Regions from separate parts of the Manis javanica genome. Here region 2 is linked to region 1. The links are chromatin contacts, called in public Hi-C maps. All regions are on one chromosome and are shown on one strand. The core of a region is the stretch at or near the end of the contact, and the rest is flanking DNA. Distances in the headings are between cores, read along the strand shown.

Region 1 (7,206 bases), core at 3,036-5,535:
AAATTTGGTGCAGCTACGGTATATCTCACTCCAGACTAGATAGATTTCATATGTTCAGGACTCAACACATGGCTAGTGGCTCAGACAGAAACATGGACAGTGCAGGCTCAGACAGAAAGCCTTGAAGTCATTCTTGACCACTCTTTTCTCACACCCCAATTTACTAGGACAGTTTGCTTTCAAGATCCAACCCAGATCCAACCACATCTCCCCCTCTGTCACCCTAGTCTGAGATGTCTCACCTAGATGACAGCAATAACCTCCTACCTGGTCTCTCTGCTTCTGCTTTTGCCCACTGCGGACTATTTCCAACAAAGCAAATACGGGGATTCTTAGAATGTCAGTCAGAACACTTCCAATGTCTTCCCATCTCACACAGAGTAAAAGACAAGAGCTCTTTGCAGCCTCGATTCTGGCCACTCCCTCTGCCTGGGATTCTTCTCCCAGATACCTCAGGGCTAATTCCCTCCCCCCCTTCAAGCTTTCACTCAAATATCATCTTCTTAATACCCTGACAACCCTTGAAAATCTGTGATCTACTCCCCCCTTACTCCATCCCAGCCCTCTTACCTTGTTCTATTTTTTCCCATGGCACTTTGCACCTTTTAACATATAACTTATTTATTATATTTATAGTTAATTGACTGTCTCCCCACAAGGTCAGGAATTTCTGATCTACACCAAGTATCTACAATAGCATCTGGCATGCAATAAGTGCTCAATGAAGATTTGTTAAATAAAAGAATGAAAAGCGCTTCTCCCTGTTCCAAATTATATATCTATCTGTTTGTCTACTGTTTTATTTCTGGTCTGCTTCACAGGCTCACAGGCTGCCTGCGGGGGAGCACTGGGTCGTTATATCTGTGCATTGAGTAGCTGAGTAGCACACAGTGGACACTTAATGCACAGGTGATTAATAACCGGATACATGGCTGCCACCCGCTCAACTGCTCCTCAGGCTTCCCCTCCTCCTGCCATCACCACTTCACTGACTACTCACCTGTGTTCAGCCCTGTCCTGACAGACACCTCTGCCTTCTCTTCTGTCAGGGGCCCCTGGGGCTCCCACAGGCTGGACACCATAGTAAAGGCAACCAGGGTCCATGATGTGCACTGGCAGGGGGAGGCATGGGAGAGACAGGGAAGAGGAGATCACGGTGGAATGTCTGAGGTCCTGAAGGGTACAGTCCCTCTCCCCCAACCCATGATAACCCACCTACCTGTGCCTGTTGTGGGCCTGAGGGCAGGGGTAGGGGCGGCTGTCTGGGTGCTGTCTGGTGCCCTGAAGGGAAAGGTCTAGTGGTCATTAAGGAAGAGAGGAAGCAGGACAAGCCCTCATTCCTGCTCTCCCCTGCCCCCACCCAGCACCGGGGTCCCAGGGAGCCAAGCCCACTCACACATCCTGTGCTGCCTGGGCCCTGCCTCGGAAGTCCAGGCCAAAGTAGATAGCATTGGGCATCATCTCCACAGTACTCATGGTGGCTGCAGGCTGCTCAGAGTCAGAGGTGGGGAGCGGAGGGCTGGACTCCGGGCTCCTGGACAATTCTGGTCTCCCAAGCACTGGGCTCAACCCAGGCCTCTGGGTGGTGCTAGGGCCACTGAGCCCACCAAATACTGTCCTGGGCTTAGGCACAGGCTTGTGGAGCGGGGCTTGGAGGGCTGAGCTAGGGGATGGCTCCATGGCATTATCCGATGGGGTAGCTTCCTCCAGGAAGCCCTCTGCAGTGCTCGCCTGCAGCAGGCGCAGAATGCGTTTTCGGTGCCCTGTGGCGCTGACACCCAACTCCTTCAGCTCCTCGTGGCCCAGGCCCCGGGCTGCAGCCGCTGTAGCCAGGCCGTGCTGCCGGAATGTGTCTGCATACTGCTCCAGGTGCACCGTGGCCAGCCACACAGCAATGTCCAGGTCCTGAGGGGCAGCCATGGGGGCTCAAGCCATTGCTGGGGGGAGGGGAATGGTGAAGGGAGGGCTCAGGCCGAGATTCCCCCTCCCTGTCCCAAGGTCGGAGGCCTGGACAGGGGGTACCAGAATTCAGTCTTCCTCCAAAGAAAAATAACCAGAGGCCAGCAGTCTGGAGGCAAAGCCACCCCAAAACATCAGAAAGGTCTTTCTCAGTACAAGAGAATCTCTTTGAGGCCCAGAGAAGGACAGAGGCTTGCCCCAGGCTCACAGCACGTCAGTGGTAGAGACAGCCCCCAAGCTCTTGCCCAGGCCGGGTCTGGGTCAAAACTCTGCTTTTGTATTACTATACATTCAACTAAGGAAGCCACTAAGGATAAGATGCTTGAACCCTGCAGGGGCAGGACGGAGTGGACGGTGGGGAGGAAGAGGCCCGGGATGTGTGCACAGGGGCAGCTGTGGCGGAGTCGGGAGAGAGGGTGCCGATCCCAGTCCCACTGTTTTCCAGAGCTGAGGTGCGGGCTCGGCCATCTTAATCCTGGTTGTTCCCAGTTCCTCCTCCCCTTCCACCTATTGTCTCTGCTCAGACTTCCTTCCTGTCCCTCCAGCCCTGGCGGCCCCCACATCCTGCCTGCCTTGGTCAAGCTGCCCAGAGAGTGCTAACTAGTCCCAGCATGTGGGGTCCTGGCCTCCAGCAGAGACCCCTTAGGGAGGGGGGCAGCCAGAGAGATGGGGACTACAGGCCAGGAGTACGCCAGGGTCTTCACCCTCCACCCACCTGGGGCATGTTCACACACAGGCATGCAAACCCCGGTGGGGATGCAGCAATGTGAAATGGCACCCCCACCTCTGCTTTGGCCAAGCCTTCCTCTTCTCAGGCCTCACTTTTCCCTGCGTCTGGGCCTGGGTCTCTGTGGCTCTGTCCCCCTCAGCTCCACAGCCTGACTCTGGCCCAGGTCTGTTCTCTGGGTCACCTCAGGTTCTGCCTCTTCCGACTTCCAGCTCTGCCCTGTCCCTGTCTCTGCCTCTGAACTCAGCTTTGTCCCTCTCCTTGTCTTGCTCTCTGTCATTAAGCCTCTCCCTGCCTCAGTTTCCAATTTTAACTAGCTCTTTCCTTGTATCTGTGTCTCTGTCACCTCTGCCTCTGGGTTTCCGTCTGCCTCTGCCTCCACGGATCTCTCCCGGTTTCTCCCTGCGGGGTCCTGACCAGGACGCCCCATCGCCCCGGCATCAGTTCTGGCCTGTCTCTGCCCCTGCGTCTGGGCCCCATCCCCAAGCCAGGGCCTGGGTGCTGCGCCTCCGGCCTTGACGTAGGGCCCGGTTTCCCGGTGACTCAGGCCAGGACGAGGGCACGGGACTGGGAACCAGGAGGCGCGCCGGGCAGGAGTGCCGGGGGCGGGCCGGGCAGCGCCGGGCCGCGCGGGCCGCGGCGAGGGAGGGGGCAGAGGCCGGGCGAGGGGAGGCAGGGGCGGGTCGCGGCGCAGGGCGGGGAGGGGAGCCCCCGAAGGCCCTTGACGAGGGGATGGGGAGGAGTCTGGGAGGCAGAGGCCCGGGGGCGCGGGGGTCCTCACCTCCTCGGCGGCCGCCGTCCGCTGCCCGTGCCCGCCGCGCCGTCCGGGGCCCCAGCCCCGCCGCGCCGGCCCCGCCCCCGACGGGGCCCAGCCCCGCCCCGCCCCGCCGGCCGGTTTCCTCCGCCGGGCCCGCCGCTCCTTGTGCAAGCGCCGGCCTTCAAAGGGCTTGGGCTCCTTACCCAACCCCTGCGCTTATCTTCGGGCCCGGCCAGCCCTGCCCTCGTGGGGCCCAGAAAGGGGCCGGATCAGGGCTGGGGGCCGAGGCAGCCCTAGAGAGAGGGACAAAGAGGCAGGGAGGAAAGCAGAGCGCCGAGGACGGCTTCCCATCCCCTCCCCGTCCTGCCAGGAGGGGCCAGCCCTAAGCCCCCAGGACACCTCTCCCGCTCTGCTAGGGGCTGGGCCCTAACACCCAGCTGATGGGGGCACAGGGGCTGGCAGACGGATAGCCGCACACGTCCAGGCTGAGGAGCCCTGGAGCCCGGCCATCTGAGCTGGGGGAAAAGGGGCAGAGGGGTCCCCATCCGCTCCTCCCTCCCCAGGGATGATGGGCAGCAAGGCGACATCCCCACTCGGAAACCAGGGCTTGGGGCTGCCTTTTTGAGGCTAAAGCTGGCGTCCTGCAAGCACAGTGAGCCAGCAAGCAGACTTTTTCATCCGTGGGAGAAGTCCTTTCCCCTCATCCTCCTGCAGTTTTCTTTTTTTTTCTTTTTTTTTTCTTTTTTTGCGTTGGCTGGGGTTTGGGAGGAGAGGACAGGGCCGAGTAGAGGTAGCTCCTTTCCCTTCCCGATCTTGCTGGGGGCCGCAGCTCAGGATGCTGCTGGAACCCGAGGCACTTCCCCCTCAGAGCTGAGCAGGCTAACTGTATGTGCTGGGGGAGCTGTTGGCCAGCAGTGTTTTCCTGTTTGTACGAGAGGAAGTTGGCTGTGAGTCAGCAGACACAAGAACTACCAGTAGCTAGGGGAAGACCCCTACCTCAGGGGGAGATGAGGGGAGTGTGGGGAAGTGGTGCCCACCTCTCCCAACTGCCGCAACTTGGGGAGGCACTGCCTGGGGTCCTTTCTGAGAAAGAGAATGATAATTTGTAATAATTAATAATTAAAATGTCCATAAAAATGCTACCAATTACTGAGGGCTATGTCCCAGATAATGTGCCCACATTGCTTTGCAAAGTTTCTATTAATCCTCACAGCAACCCTTCAGATAGGAAATTTCATCACCTCCCTTTTAAAGATAAGGAGACATTTCTGGATGGGCAGCTGTGGGGCCGGGAGAACACTCCTCACATACTTTGAACTGTAAAAAGCAACAATTGACCAAGGGCCTCAGCGGCTTCTCTCTGAAATCCATCAGCTCCTTCCATCTGCCCCCTGGGCTGCTCCCAGCCAATGACCAGGCTCAGCAGAGGTCCCAACGCCGGCCCATTCCTGAGAGAGAGGAGCCTCCTCTGACCGCTGACATCTGGAGGATTCTCCCAGGGCCCTGTTGAACGTCCCTCACCCACTGCAGAATGGTCTAGGGGGCTTCCTCCCGGCCTTCCTGCCCCTCTCCCAGGCGCTGGCTCTTGCTCTCTTACGGGCATTTCCCGCAATCAAATCCTTGCACATTTCATCCTGCCTTGATAGCTGCTTCTTAGAGGGTTCATAGCAACCCAGCAAGAGAAGGGAGTGGGGTACAGGACACACGGAACTTTCAGGGATAGGTGCTGGGGGTTCTGCTCAGGAGCCAGGGCAGGAGCCCGATTCAGGAGTCGGGAACATTTTTTGAGTCATGTTCCCCTTTGGCAGTCTGGTAAACCCTATGGATCTAGTCTCAGGATAATGTTTTAAAATGCATAAAATGAAATATGTAGGATTACAAAGGAAACCAATTATACTGCAGTACAGTTATAAAACTTTTAGATGTAGTAATATATGTGTTTCTTTATTAATCTTTTAAATAAGATCTAGCAGTAGGTTGATATTCTCATAATTTTGAAGCAGTGATGAGCATAAATGATATTTCAAAATACTTGCAATACTGTAATGTGATAGCAAATATGTGATTTTTATTGGTGACAAAGCCATAGTTATGGCTAATATGACTGGTTCATTGCTACTGTTGTAATTGAAGGAAATGCTCAATTTCAGCTAGAGATGAATGAAAAGAATGTAATTTTTCCCATCCAAGTTCAGTGACTCCAAATTAAGGACACCCGAGTCAGAGGCTCAGGGCAGAACCACAGAGAGGGAGACCCAAGACGCAGCTCCTTCCCTCAGAGCCCACTTCCCTTTCTGACTCAGCCCCTTGGGGGTAGGCAGAGCCTCTGGCCCTGGGGTTCTATCTTCCTTCTCTCTTTCTCAGTTTCTCTTATCTCTGTCTCTCCTCACCTCTCACTCCCACCGCCGCCCCTCTTCTCTATTTCTCTATTTCTCTTCCTATTTCTGTCTCTTTTCTTCTTTGTCCTGGCTTTCTCTCAGTGTATTTCTGTCTTTCTTCATACTGGATCTTTCTGTGGTTTTCTCTGTGTGTCTGTCTCTTTCTGCCTCTGTCTCTGTCTCTCTGTACCTTTGTCTGTGTCTCTCTCTGTGACCCCATAATCTGTTGCTGAGAGGACAGGGCAGACTCCAGGGATTCCTTTAGCCTGGGCACAGTGGGGCAGAGAGAACTCTTTCATTCTAGGGTCCTTGGCAGCTAGGAGAGGGAGTATCCCTGGGCCTGGGCTCTGGCCAGGGAGGCACACGTCTCTCCTTCCCCACCCCCGCTTCCATTCTCAGCCTTCTCAAGGGCAGAAACAGGTCAAGACAGAGATGAGTGAGGATGAAGGCAGTGAATGGAGGCGTCCCAGGCTCCAGAAGACAAGGGCTGAAGCCACTGTCACCCTGCACTTGGGTATGGTGGCTCCCCAAATTCTACTCTACGGATCTGCCTTCCAGGAATCCCTGTGTTGAGGCTGACCTCTGCCCAGCTCGGTGCTTGGGGAGTGGTGGGGGGCGACGACCAGGAGTCACAGCAGCGGATGTCAGCCCTCACCCGAATGGAGAGGTGGCAGGGAGGTCAGCAGGCTCCAGGAAGGGGGCATTGGAATGCTGGAGTCTGTCTTTTCTCTGAATACTTAAGAAAGGAGTAGAACGCCGAGTCAGTTGTTCCCTTGTAGGGGTGTATGCATCCCACAATGATTTGGATGAAGGGAGGATGCCGGTCTGAGAAACTGAGGACAGAGAGTGGTCAGGGAATGTCCCCAAAGAGCTGAGGCGTCCAGGAAAAGAGAGCGGGGACAATGGTAGTGTGCAAAGGAACCAGGTCACAGGAAGGAGAGTGAGACTGGGTGGGTGGCTAGCGTCCTTTGGAGGGACTTTTCCCTGGAGGCTGTCTTGGGTCCCTGCACCCTAGCCAGAGCCCCTTCATCCTCGCTGTCCAAGGTGTCCACCTGCTGCAGGATCAGCAATGCCAGGTCAAGCCAGGGGATTCACCTTACTCCAGGCACAGCCATGGCTGATAACCAGGCCTGTGGGGACTTTCCCTGTTGGGAAATCGTCTGTGGCTCCTTCGGGGCCTGGTGGGCAAAGGGTACTAGAAAGGAATCCACTCCAAACCTACCCCTGAAGCCCCACCGGTTCACCCCGGCAAGGAAGCCTGCATTATTGGCCGTCATTATCTGCTCCGCCTGTTCTGGCCTCATCCAAACATAAGCTACAGGGCTCATGCACCCAGGACATGCATGGAGCCACAGTTTAAAAATAAGGTATCGTCTGGAAACGAG
Region 2 (7,206 bases), core at 2,168-4,667, 240 kb after region 1:
AGCCACACATATTTTGTGATCTACTCCTGCTTCACTAGCCGAAGACCTGAGCCCTGATCTCTGTCTGGGTCGCATATCCCCTCCTCTCCTAAGCCTAGACTCCAGCAGCTAGTGTCCCCGGAGACAAGCGATGGACTTGGATCTCTTCATCTCCCTCAGGTTCTCATTCTCACTTGCCAACATGTCCCAAACTCTGATCCTAACTTCCCTAGGGCCTTCCTTTTTAATTCTTAGGGCCAGAACATTTTATCCTCTCTGTATTCCTGTTACAACAAACCTAATTCTCTTACAGGCCAGAGGAAAGGGTGAGACTGATGAGGAATTGGTCCTAATCCTGTATGTCACCATGGTATGATTCTGGTCAAATCACTTCACTCCTCGGTGCCCCAGTTTCCTCGTCTGAGTCCTGGAGTCCTGGGTACTTAACTGAGATAATGCATGTAAAGTGCACATCACAGTGGAGGACTGGGCATATGGGGAAAGCTCAATTCAAAAGACTACCCAGGTACATGAAACTGAAGACACAGAAGTCTGCTACTTCGATGGAGTCTGAAAGCAAGATTTATTAGAAAACTCTTTGCCCAATCCTGACCTCAGAACCGGACTCTAATTATTTAGTCCATTTTAAAATTAATCCGAATTATTCAGATTGCTTTGAAATTCTCTCTTCTGGGCCCTCCATCCTGTGACCTCTGACATGAAGTCATGACATGATGCCATAATTTACCTTCTGTCCCGACTTTGTGAGAATTTCCTGAGCTGGTTCTCAGACTCCCTCATGTTTTGCATCTGGGAGGTCTCCGGCAGGATTCACGGTCTCACCGCTGAGCACTCTGAGGTAGGGTTACCATGCATTTTGCTCTTGGTTTTATTTCTTTTGGCAAAACATGAATAATGGTATTAGTGGATGGTTTCGGAGATTCTTCTTCCTTCCTTTGTGTTTTCAAGGAGTATGTTTCTGGTTTTGGTATCTATCACAGGGGTAGTTAGATTTCTGTTCTATGATAGTACAGAAAATTAGGAGTGATAATTTGCATGCAAGTAAGCCCCTCCAGTGCCCTGATTTACTTACCCACTTGTTTCTTCCTAGTCTTCTGGGTGCAGGACCAGCTACATAATTTGCAGAGCTCAGTGAAAAATGAAAATGCAGAGCCTCTTGTTCAAAATTAAGAATACCAAGATGGTCACAGCAGAGCATTAGACCAAGAGCAGGACCCTTCTAAGCTTGAGTCCCTGCTGAGCTTAGGGGCCTGTGTGACTTTACAGGTGCTCCCCCATGAAGCCAGTCCTGCCTGGGAGACAGAGGTGGTTACCTTTAGATTTCTGGAGGCTTAGGTTAGAGGCCTAGCTATGCAAGCTGCTTTTCTAGGGGAAGAAGTTTATGATAAGGAGGACACAGGAGCCTATTAGGTCATTAGGGACACATTAGTTTTATGGTTCCCCTGGGAACCAACATTTCAGCATTCCATTTAAGTACTGAGACTAGTCCTTTGTATCTACATGTATCTAAAAAATTTGGTATTGAGATATAATTAACATACAATATAACTCACACTTTAAAAATGTGTAATTCAGTGGTTTCTAGAATATTCACAAATTTGTGCCACCATCACCACCATCTAATTCCACAATATTTCCATCCCCCAAAAGAAACCCCATAACCATTAGCAGTTACTTCGCATGCCCTCCTGCCTCAGCCCCTCGCAACCACTAAACCTACTTTCTGCCCTATACATTTGCCTCCTCTGGACATCTCATATAAATGGAATTATACAATATGTGGCTTTTTGTGCCTGACTTCTTTCTCATAGCCTAATGTTTTCAAGGCTCATCCATGTTGTAGCACATATATAGTAATTCATGCCTTTTTATAGCATGAATTTAATAACTTAATAATATTCCATTGTATGGATATACCACATTTTGTTTATCTATTTATCCACTGATAGACATTAGAATTGTTTCCACTTTTGGCTATTGTGAATACTATGGCTGTAGTGTACATTTATGACTACTATATACAAATGTACAAATATACTTGTACATTTGTGTATAAGCTTTTGGGTAAACATATGTTTTCAATTCTCTTGAGTATATATCTAGGAGTAGAATTGCTGGGTCTTATTGCAACTCTATGTTTAACTTTTTGAGGAGCTGTCAAGCTGTTTTCCAAAGTAGGAATTTTACATTTCCAGCAGTGTATGAAGTTTCAACTCTCTACATCCTCACCGATACTTGGTATTAAGTCTTTTAATTACAGCTGTCATGAGTGTGAAGTGATTTCTCATTGTGGTTTTGACTTGCATTTCCCTGATGACTAATAATGTTGAGCATTTTTCATGTGCTTTCTGACCATTTATGTATCTTCTTTGAAGAAATGTCTATTGAGATCCTTTGCTCATTTTTAAATTGGGTTGTCTTTGTATTGAGTTGCTATTCTTTGCATATTCTGGATATTACACTCTAATCAGATATATGATTTGCAAATAATCAGATATATGATTTCCTGTTCTACGGGTTGTCTTTTCACTTTCTTGACAGTCTCCTTTGATGCAGAAAAGTTTGCGATTTTGATGAATCCAATCTGTTTTTTATTGTGCTTTTGGTGTAGTAGCTAAGAAATTATTGTCTAATCCAAGTTCATGAAGACTTACTCTGACATTTTTTTAAAAGAGTTTTACAGTTTTAGCTATTACATTTAGGCATTTAGGTCATTGATCCGTTTTGAGTTTATTCTTGTACATGGCATGAAGGCGGGGCCATGTGGCTTAAATTCCTGCTCAGCCTCTCAGTAATCATGTGCCCTTTGGTAAATTCTTGAACCTAAGTTTCAGTTTCCTCACTTGTAAAGTGGGAAAAACAAATGGTACCGAGGTCATGAGGTTAAAGTGGAGATACAGTGTGCATAAAGCACTTAGCAAAGTGCTGGAAGTATCCTAAATGCTCAACATACGTGGTAGTTATTACTGTTATATCCGCAGTGAGTGGTTTCACACTGGAGGTGCCAGAAAGATGCGCAGCATTTCTGAGGACATAGTTGGGATTGGCGGGAGGGGGAGGAGGCTTGCTTAGTCGGCCTGGAGGAGCAGGTCTGGCTTCGTTCGGGGAGTGCTTGCCTCCGGCTGACCGCGGCCTCACGATCACCTCTAGAATTGGTAAAAATTCGAATTCCCGGGCTCCATCCCAGAACTACAGAAAGGAACTACCGTCACGAGGCCCCTGAACCGGCTTTTGTATAAACTTTCCCAGAAGCGTACTTCAGTTTGCAGGCCAGCCGGGCGCACGGTGGGCAGGGGGGGCGCATGTAGTGCCGCATTTGGCCTGCGGAGGGCGGCGGAGGAACCCGAGCGGACACGGCGGCTGCGCAGAGCCCGGCTCAAGCCGGGGCCACCCCGGCCGGATCCGCCGGGCGCAGCTGACAGCTCCGAAAACGGAAGAGGCGGTCCGCAGGTCACGCCGGGCGTCCTCAGGCCGGGCCCACGAGGGGCGGAGGGGGAGCCCAGGGCCGGGGCGGAGCGCGGAACCTTCGGAACTGGCCCGGCTGGGCGGCCGGAAGGTGCGGTGGGACCGCGCTCCGGGCGCGCGCGGCGGGGAAGGGCGGCCGGGCGGGGACTGCTCAGCGGGCCTCGGCACCCCAAGCCCGGGCCTGGCCGAGACCCCTCCGAGTGCCCGGAGGAAGGGGACGGTCCGGCCCAACCCCTTCGGGCCCCGGGCCCCGGCTCCCAGCTCCCCAGTCCGCACAGCGCCCTCTGTGCCCGGGAGCCGGGGCCGGTGGCGGCGGGGGCCTGCCCGCGGGTTGTAGGTGAGTCGCGCAAACGACGCGGCACGCCGGCCGGTGAGAGGCGGGGACGCCGACGGCGGCGTTTGTGACTAGGGCTGAAGTCCGCCTGCTGGGGCCCAGGAGGAAAAAGACTATTTTCCTAGGCCGGAAGGAAAACCGGCGGAAGAGGGCTTCCCTCACTGGCGTAGCGGTTTCCGGTTTGCCAGAATTAGTAGTAAACTTGATATCCCCTGTCTGATTACGCCGGAGTTTATTCTCGCTCCCTGTTACAGATGAAGAAACGGGGTGGTGGGAATCCAGCAGTGTGACCTTGGCTGGAAAGGGATTTCAACTATCATTCTTCTTATTTGTGTAATGGGAATAGTAATAGGCCTTGTTGCACGGGGTTGTGGTACTCTAACAGGAGCTAATGCATTTAAGGGCTTAGCACAATGCCTGGCACGGGTTAAGAGCTCACTGTTTCTCTTGCTGTTTCTGTGACGACCAACTCTGCCTCCTGCTTCTAGTGGATGTGGCAGAGCAGACACTGAACCTTTTGATTCAGGCCCCCGTTTCAACACACCTCATCCCACCCCAGTTCAGTTCTATTTTTTTCCAGTGTCAAATGCAAGGGATTGCTAGAGGCTGAGAACAATGCACAGATGCAAAAGGCTTGATTCTTACCCTTAAGGAACTAATGCAGTCTGGAAGGAGAAGAAGTTCAAGTTCTTTCACTACTGTAATGCAGAGTGGGACGTGACAATGTCACAGCAAAGTTTAGAAAGTTTGCTGGATTTTTAAAGACATTTCCATTTGGTAATTGGAAATGTCTATATGGAATAGGGGGGCTTTTTAGGTGGGTCTTGAAGGCTGAGTGGATAAAATCAGGAGGATATGTAGGTCAGCGATGTGAATTAAGGGACTGGGACCCCATGGCAGCTTCAGAAGCTGGGATCTGGTGGGGTAGGTCATCAGGAGTTGTTGACTGAAATCACTGGAGTAGAATTTTTCAGCCCTACCTGCACCTTAGAATCACCTGGAGAGCCCAGACAGCTACTGATGGCCTGGGGTAATTGCTCCCGAGTATGGCCTGGTCTTGAGATTTTTAAAAATCAGTGCCTCAGGTGATTCCAACATGCAGACAAGATGGAGAGCGCTAACCTAGAACCAGAAACTGTAAATTCATCTTCCACTCCATTTACAAATGCTTAAACAGAAAGAAACAAAAAACTTAATTATGTTATCAACATGTACTACACCTGGCAACATTGTTTAAATAAGGTAGCGTGGAAAGACCTAATAGGGTACATAATGGGTGCTCAGTAAATGTAAATTGATTCTGAATTTTATGTTTACCTTATTTGTGAGTCATACGTCTTAGAATCTATTTAAAAATTATGGTGTTATATAATATTTTTTAGTATAATTTCAGTATGTTCCTAGGATTCTTCATAACTCGTCTATGGAACAACCCCCCCCCCATTCCTTCCCCCACTCCCAGTTAAGAAGGCTGGATCTAAAGCATTTACAATAGAATTTAAAAGTGTGTGTGTGGGTCTATGAATACTTTTGTTATTTTGTTTTTGAATATCCTGCCTCATGCTTAAATTAACCTCATGTTGAGTGTCCCTAGCAAGATGAATTCATTAGCAAGTGAGAGGAAAAATTGGAGGGGAATAGGAAATGAAGGAATAGAAGAACAGAAAACGAAAGGAGAAATAACAAATCCAAGAAGAATTTGTTACAGGCCACGGAGGGAGTGCTGTCCCCTCTTAAGACGTTGGTGTCCCTCCTCTGCTTCTCCCAGGGCTGAGGTCAGATAAGGCCTGTCTCTTTGCTGGGATGCGCAAATACCTCTTTAACTACGTGGCTCAGGCTTTCCTGGGAGGGTAGTGTGCAGTTGTAGATTAGGGTTGACCGTGTGTTAGGATGTGTGACTCAAGTGGTGATAATGGAAATTCAGAATATAAATTCGGAGAGGGTCCTAACACTATCTTTTGTATTTTTTTCTGCAGATGGCAGAATTTCTATAGTATATCTAGCATGAGTTCCACAAGTTGGCCTCTTACCCAACTTCAGTTTCATCTCCACTGTCTGGAGAACAAATGGGATTTGCGTGAATTCCAAACTCTGAACTGAAATATAGACTGCAGTGTTAATATCCTTTTATTCTGGTTGTTATTAACAGGTACCACCTGACCACAAATAGAGTTCTATTTGGGGTATGGATGCAGCTTATGCAGAAGCATTCTCATCTGCAGGGAAAAAAAGTATTTTTGGAAATGGAATAATTTTAAATTAATTTGTCTAAATTTTATAGTGTCACCTTTTATAATATAAAAAACCGTCTCCTGACTTCAGTTGTGCAGATTTTAAATTTTAAAAAATTTTAGTCAATATGGAGCATATTTGCAGATGTAATTGTAGTCAAATATTTTAATTGACAGAAGTAATCTGTTGTTCATTTTCAAAGATTTTCATTACAATTTTTTCCACATTTAAATTATCTGAAGTTGTGCATCTTTCAGTTGGACTGATTAAAAAGTGTTGATTCACACTTTAATTGTAGAATATTTTCATTCCTTGTGTTACCCAGAATGGTGAATGTTAAAATCAATTTGACAAAATACAGTGGTATTTCAAAAATGTAATATTATTTTGCTGCTTCCTCAGTTATGTATTATATATAGTATGTGCCCTGTATCATTCTCTAGAACAAGGTGTTCTCAACTGGGAGCAGTTTTGTCCCTCCCACCCCCTACAAGAGTTTGGTGGGGGGCATTTGGCTGTATCTGGAGAGAGATTTGATTGTCACAACTCTTGAGAGAAAGGGACACTATTGGAATTTAACAGGTAGAGGCCAGGGATGTCTTACACATCCTATAATACGAGGTACAGCCTCCCACAAAAAAAATTATTTGTTCCAAAATGTCAATAATGTTGAAGCTGAGAAAATCTGCCCTAGAGATTTCTGTGGGTTTAAAAAATTCATTTATTTTTAAAAAGTATATCAAATATACTTGGACTCCTTTTGTGAGCAAGTCAAAGTAATGTGTCCTTTTTAAAAAAAAACTTTTTAAAGTATGCTTTTTCTCCTAAATCAGTCATACCTAACTGAAAAAGTCAAGCAGAAGCACCACAGCCATCTTTTTTTGAAAAGCTGTTACTGTTGCAAAGCTATCGAAATAATAAACACACCTATTATTTTTTGTTCAACAGAAAAAATGAGAATACTGATTAATCCTTTCCTTTGCAGTTGTTTATAAAGGAACTTTTTTTTTTTTTTTTGGTGCCACTAAACTTTTCCAAACTCTGTGCCTTTTCTATTCTTAACTGACTTGAATGATTATCTTCAGCTCCTCAGAAAATTAAATGTCGTCAGAAGACCGAGAAGCTCAGGAGGATGAATTGCTGGCCCTGGCGAGTATTTATGATGGAGATGAATT

Evidence for each region. Hi-C and Micro-C count contacts between places; a contact is called where the count stands out from the background.
Region 2: a contact with region 1 is called in a Hi-C map of blood, with 7 times the contacts expected there. The contact joins the promoter of RNF14 here to the promoter of ARAP3 in region 1. A contact is called at or near these places in 2 of 2 Hi-C or Micro-C datasets (blood and fibroblasts).

What each region holds. Positions count from the first base shown.
Region 1 is chr14:88,166,407-88,173,612 of MJ_LKY, forward strand. ARAP3 (ArfGAP with RhoGAP domain, ankyrin repeat and PH domain 3) reads right to left here and starts at 4,286. Exons shown (of 33, transcript XM_073221863.1): 1 at 3,468-4,286; 2 at 1,397-1,937; 3 at 1,220-1,281; 4 at 1,001-1,112. The coding sequence starts at 1,920.
Region 2 is chr14:88,411,078-88,418,283 of MJ_LKY, forward strand. RNF14 (ring finger protein 14) reads left to right here and starts at 3,418. Exons shown (of 9, transcript XM_037016331.2): 1 at 3,418-3,556; 2 at 5,776-5,918; 3 at 7,105-7,206. The coding sequence starts at 7,133.